2 separate regions of the Gasterosteus aculeatus genome follow, and region 1 is linked to region 2. A link is a contact called in public Hi-C data. All regions are on one chromosome and are shown on one strand. The core of a region is the stretch at or near the end of the contact, and the rest is flanking DNA. Distances in the headings are between cores, read along the strand shown.

The links. Hi-C and Micro-C count contacts between places; a contact is called where the count stands out from the background.
Region 1: a contact with region 2 is called in a Hi-C map of skeletal muscle, with 1.7 times the contacts expected there. The contact joins the enhancer-like site here to the promoter of nwd2 in region 2. A contact is called at or near these places in 3 of 6 Hi-C or Micro-C datasets (liver and skeletal muscle).

Annotation. Positions count from the first base shown.
Region 1 is chr7:4,852,942-4,856,187 of fGasAcu3.hap1.1, reverse strand. It overlaps rell1 (RELT like 1), which reads left to right. Exons shown (of 7, transcript XM_078107136.1): 6 at 1-70; 7 at 1,022-1,823. The coding sequence ends at 1,057. Among protein-coding and RNA genes, the nearest start is that of rell1, 11 kb to the left of the region's middle. Within about 2 kb of position 1,912, at least 1 of the 9 cell types and tissues checked has open chromatin away from gene starts, as enhancers often do. A contact at or near this core is called in liver, where this site is marked.
Region 2 is chr7:4,804,522-4,807,855 of fGasAcu3.hap1.1, reverse strand. nwd2 (NACHT and WD repeat domain containing 2) reads right to left here and starts at 1,276. Exons shown (of 8, transcript XM_040181901.2): 1 at 1,205-1,276.

The sequences.
Region 1 (3,246 bases), core at 663-3,162, 48 kb before region 2:
CGGCAGCGTGCCGTCCACGCCTACCACGGCAACGGCGCCCGAGAGCCGGACGACGTCAGAGTCCCAGCAGGTCTGTACCCTGGAAACGTTCATCCGCGTCCCGCCGAAACAGTGATGCATGCAGGAGTACGTCTGGTCATACGTGCATTCCTGTGCTACAAGCCAGTGGCATTCTGCCTTTTCACGCATCGGTCGACAAGGGCAAACGACATTTAGCACTGTTTTAATAAATATATATATATATATATATATATATATAATGTAATATATTTTCTCAAGCCTAATTTGGTGGTCTATAAAATGACGTAAGTGAAACGCATCTAATAATATATCATTAGTGTGACTTTTCTCTGTGTGAATGTCCTGTTTTATGAATTTGCTCAGTTTACCGTCATCTAATAATAAAAATAAGCAATCATCAGCAATTCTGTAGCTGGATTTAGATAATTAATTAGACAATTTGTATAATTGATTGCCTGAGATATGTCACAAACAACGTCACGGTAAATGCAGCTGTAGAAGTGAACGTGATTATAGCTCAACACGTGTTGACGTATTGGTGATGAAAGAGGTGCTGAAATATCCAACCGACGCATTAATTTGCCTCCAGTCTGCTGTTTTCTTGTTCACATAAAAGGAGCTCTGGTCATGAATGTGCGATGCTCCATGTGACCTCCATTTACTGTCTGCAAGCTCGGAGAAGATTCCGCCCCCCCCCCGGAAAAAAAGTACATTTAGACATTGTCAGTCATTTTGAAACATCACTTGCATGAAAAAATGCAGATTTAAAACTAAATAGAAATAAAAGTGTTAGTTTAGGCTTGTGAGAAAACAAAGGCAGCGATACTTCATAAGTCGTGCATCATTACACAACACCAGTAACCCCGCAGCAGGAGCTGTGCATGTGTGAGACAACATGATGCTGTGAAGGCTTTGTTTGTTGTGTATAAATACTCTCCCTGTCACCAATGTTCACCCAAAAACTCTCTCTCATCCTTTTCTGTATTATTTCCCTCCGCAGGAGCAGACGGAGAACTTGGCTGAAGATAAAAGATAGCGATCCGCAGGGTCCAGAGGCGAGAAGACGAACATCTGGACAAAACTCAAAAACAAGGACATTTGAAACAAACATCAGCGGTGGAGGAGCAAAGTCCACCGGGGGAGTCGTGCCTTCCGAGTTCGTCCCCCGCCCGCGGGGGTGGAGGGACGATGGCGGCGAGAGTGTCGCGCAGCCACAGCGGGCACGGCGCCGGCTTAAAGTCAAGGAAGCCTGAACCTGGGGCTCTGAGGTGAAGTGTGCGTGTGCGTTTACATGTTTTTGTCGAGTGGTTGATTGAACTACACCCCGAAGACGCATAACTAAATATCTTAAAACACATTCACAGTTTCTTTTTTTTTTTTAGTAGTTTTTGAGCGGCGCCGTTCGCTCTTCTTTTAGCTTCGTTTTGCTGTCCACCGTTACCAAGCAGAGAACGTCTCACGGAAAGATGCATCGTGAGAAACGTACGACTAGGAAAGTGAATGAATTATTTTTAAATCATCCTGTTTTTAATACCTGTCTAATGTCCATTACGGAAGTGTAACACTAACTTGCTGGAGTATTTGTTTAAACACCATCATGAGCTGATCATCCTTCTGTATCATCTTCCCCAGATGTTCAAAACATCATTTTAACCATGTTGTTTTTTTTGGATGTCTTTGCATTGTGCCTAATTTCTTTTTAAAAAAGAAATAAAATGTATTTGTGCTTTACGTTTTGGGACAGATTGCTGTGTTTCTATAGTAAAATGAATAAAGATCTCTTAATTCATGTCAAACCAAAAGATAAACCTGTCATTTAATCACACACTGTATACCTGTTGGGGGGTTGACTGTCTGCAGGAGAGGCGCGGTGCAAACATTGACTCCGGTCGCATGCACGCGTGTTTACTTTAGCCTCTCTCGCTCCGCTCAGCCTCTTTCTCACGCCGCGTCGAAGCCACGCAAGGAAAATTCCACAGGGGAAAATAAAGGCACGAAAGCGGTTTGGGTGACATTAAAGCTCCGTTCCGTCCCTTTTGCGTGACTTCGTGAACGGAGGCCCTGAGTCATCCAGGGTCCCCATGCCGATGGAAGGCTAAGTGGCCCCACGTCTTATCTTCGTCCCTGGATGTCGGCCAAGAGGATGGAGCTCTGGCTCAGGTGGGGAATATGTGGTGCTGGAGGGAGGGAGTCTAGTCAATGTTTAACACCTTTTAGGCCCTCGAACGCAGTGACCTTGTGAAATGGCTCAACCCCCAGCCCCCCCCCCCCACGCAGAGTCTTCGTCCCCAAAAACATAAACGGAAAACAAATCTGCTTTCCATCGTTAAAGTGTGTGTGTGTGTGTGTGTGTGTGTGTGTGTATTAAAAAAAAGGGGGGGGGGGGATTAATTTAAAAACATTTAAGAGCAAACTTTCTCTCTGTTGAAACCCGTTGACGGTATCATCAGAATCCTCTTATAGTCCAAAAGTTCTGCAGGATATTGCGCTGTTGAATCTGGCTCCCCCTAGAGGATTAAGTATTACCAGCCAATGGGAAGAGCCCTCTCACAGAGCTGAGAGCAGGTGTATATTTTTTGCACTCAAATTACATGCTGAAAAGTGGTTGTGGATTTTTTTTTTTGTACCCAAATGAAGCCAAAAACACACCACCCACCCCAGCTTTGTTGTTTCAGCATTCCCCGCTGAGTCAAAATCGGTTTACAGGTTAAATATTTAACCAGAGAGAACACAGAATAATCCTGTCGCAGGTGTATGATTCCTCTTTAAATAAAACCCTACAATCCCACTGAGACAAGGAAGTGTGTGTGTGTGTGTCCCACAATTAAGGGTGACATCATTAACTCCAACAAAGCCTTGAGAAAAACAAACATAGCAGGCGCCCCCCCCCCCCCCCCCCCCCCCCCCCCCTGGGGGGGACGCTGCTGTACACTGGGCCTGTAAAGGCAACATGAAGGAATCTGCTCTTTATTTCGCAGTCACCGCACGGCTGGATTGTGGCACAAATGAGCTACTTTGGAGCTGTTATCTGGAGCCGGCGTTGGAGGAATCGCTTACCGCGAGATACTGAGAGGGAACTTACACACTAAACGGGGTGGAAAGGTGGAGAGCTTTTCATACGAGGGGGGGGGGGGGGGGGGGGTCGTCTTTGGTCCCATTTGTGCTTTTAAATCAATTTAAGTATTAATGAATTCACATGAATGCATCGTCTCTGATCTTTACAAG
Region 2 (3,334 bases), core at 27-2,526:
GAAGGCTAACCGCGCAGTTCTGGTCCGGCTCTGTCTCTGTCAGTGAGGATTGACGCAGGAGCTCTGGTGCTCATCATCACATCTGTCTCCCAGGCTGCTTCCTCTGTAGTGGACCGATTGGTGCTGACCCGGTGCCTTATCCGAACCGGACCGGAGCGCAGAGTCAGCAGCGTGGTACCGTAAAATGACGCTGCCGTGGTTACCGAAAGCGGAGCGTAACGGTTTGCGACGTTACCGAATGTTTGTTTTTTTAATCGCACTGATTTAACCGCGAATAAAAGTTAATCACATAAAAGTTAAATCAGCATTTTTTTTCTCTCTCGTTTTATTTTCACCCAAACATCGTACAAACTGCCCATTTCCTTTCATGACACCTTGACCTGATCAATATAATTATCCCCCCCACCCAAAAAGCAAAGCATACAATCACAATTAATATCCTGAGGCGCTTTATGAGAGTTTATGACTAGATACAATTACTTAATTTACGTAAAATGAAGTGTGGTGTGTAATTAATTTTTGGTTACCTGAGCGCCATTTCGCCCTACATTTGGGGTAAGGGGGAGGAGTTTAGATGGATTGCTTTATCGATAAATGAACCTCTAATCTGCAGCCTCTGGTTATTTGTGCTGGAAGTTTAAGTGCATTGTATTCGTACTAAACAGAATTAATTACTGTGCTGTTCTTGTGAGGGGGGGGGGGGTGTCTGATGAAGTCTGTTGCCTGAAAGCTTATAAAATGCACATTGTCCCTTGTGTATATTTCATTTCATATCTTACTGACTTTCAGAGGCTTATATTGATTGTCTTTACCAGCCTCATCTCTCATCTTTCCACTCATCAAAATCTTAAATGATGAATACAAAATACGGACTTTGATTTGAAAAACCCAAACATTTTCAAATCATCCTTGGAATCTTTTTTATGATAGTAAATAATGTTGGGGGCTTTTTTGTAACTAAGAAACACTTAATCTCAGACAAATGCAATAAACAACCAATCTAGCTGATATTTCTCATTACAGCCAGTGACCCTTTCGTACACACTATGCGTAATGACAATAAAATATATAATTACTGAATCAATCCTGGCATATTATTTCAAAGCCCATAGATGAAAACATTGCTAACCCTATTGACCGTAGGCGTCCAATTTAAGAAAGTTTTCGCGAAAGACTAAGAAATAATAGGCGCTAGACGACTTACCGTTGTGCTGCGGGTCTCGGGGAGGATTCTCGGGCTCTGCAGGCTCAAAACGACTCACTAAATGCAGCCTGCGGGGCCGCCGCTCGCTCCAGAACAAAACTCCACAGTCCGGAAAAGCTCACGTAGAGCGGCGGGGGCCTCGTTCCCTGCAGTGTAATGACCTTTCTTTGCCTGATTGGTCCCCCCTCTCACATAATCCCCAGTCAGTTAATCATGAGTGCACCTGCACTGGATTAATGCACCGCGGTCCTACCAAAGGAGGAAATTGCTTATTGGTATCATGAGACGTGAAAAGGTGTAGATGTAGCCGCTGCTAAAGACGTCTTGCCCATGTGAAACCAGCTCACGGGGCCTTAAAACCAAAAACAATGGTATAAACTGGCATGTTCCAGGGTCCCTGTGCAGCATCCCTGAATCATTTAGCATCTCTCCCCAGTTTAGTGCACCCATGTGTGAGTAAACACCTTTGGGTGAGTGTTGGCGCGTGTGTGTGTGTGTGCATTCAACTATGTTTACAGCCGTTGCAAGTTGTCGGTAATATCGGCTCGTTCATTTGCTCTTTTTCCCGTCCCCCCCCCCCCCCCCCCCCCCGAACCCTGGACCACTCCGAGCCAATCTGAGTCACCGCGGTTACAAGAAGCGATGAGTCACTTGGCAGACACACAGGCACAACGGACAGACACCAGCTTTTCTCCTGGCAAACGTCCACATGCACACGTTTGACGCACGCAAAGGCACCAGCTTCACAAATGGCCGATGGCTTTTTTTCCCCTCCTTTTTCTGCCAAACAGCTAGATAGGAATGGGGGGGATGTCTATACCCATGGGTATGGCAACATTAAGGTGAGCTGACTCGCATATTGCCATATGCGTGGTGTGAAGTTTTAAGTCTTTGGCAGGAAATATTCACTGGGGCAAAGTTCGGATCATGCATTAAGGGAACACAAAGTCAGTTTGAGCTGAAATGTAGCGCCAAAACAAAAGGGATTGTCAACATGATTAGGATGCATCCTCTGGGGAACAGGAATATCTCCAATTCTTGTCACGATCATGCTTGGCTGTTGCTGTTTTCTGAGTCTTGAGTGAGGGCGGGGCAGGTATCCTGGGGCAGAGGCTGGATCACTCCTGCCATCAACCCTCGTCTGAACGCCCTTCTTAAGTGATCTGCAGTGTTCGCCAGATTATCTTGCTTCTAGAGTGGTAATACGGCTTCCACTTATCGCTTCTGAGAGAAGCTGTTTCCAGAGTTTTGACATTTCGCCTTTTGTCTCCTCGAGCTTACCTCCCGTTGCTGGAATCGGCTACATGTTCGGAGCCTTCACCGGCTTCCGTTTCGCCCCCTGCCTGCTCGCCCCACCACGGACTCTAGCCTCAGCATACAGCCAGCACCCTCCTCTCCTATCTGGACTCCCCTCTACTACAGTAAGAACTACCAACCTCAACAGTGGATTCATCATTACTTTTTCAACCCTTCTAACCCTGCTATCTTTTGGGGGGAGGTGCTATTATCCCAATATACATGGCAGTGAATAAATCGAATCATTGGCCGAAAGCGTGTCATATACGATAGGTGGCGCTGTTTTCATTACAACTAGTTGTGATGCAGCCATTTCCGCTTGACCGCTTCACCACTACCAACAATGACAACCAACAACATCAACATTAGGAGAAAGATGGCGAACGGAGAGCAAGGTGAAGCTACATCCCTCTACTGTGTGTGTATGATGCTAACAGGAGCACAGCGAATGTGAATGGCGCTATTGGCTGATTTGATAACGGAGAGAAGACGCCGTCGGCATCTCAAGCATGCGCAAAGACGCAAAGTCCAGTTCCTTATCCGATTCACCGCTACATGCCGCAATAGTCAAACTATCAACTGGATCGGATCGAGTTATCCAGGGGTGTTAGTCGGATCGTAGTCGGACCGCACACAATCGGATAATTCGATTTCAGTCCGACTAAGCCAGTTATTCGAATCCACGTAACCACGCTGACTGTTCTCACTCCCACCTCTGTCTACAGTATCTGCATTTGGGCCCTCACATTACAGGGGACGGCAAGTCCAGACAATTTTATTTTTACGCTCCCTCCAAAAGTACTTCTGAATTTGGTAGTGGTCCGATCATTTTAA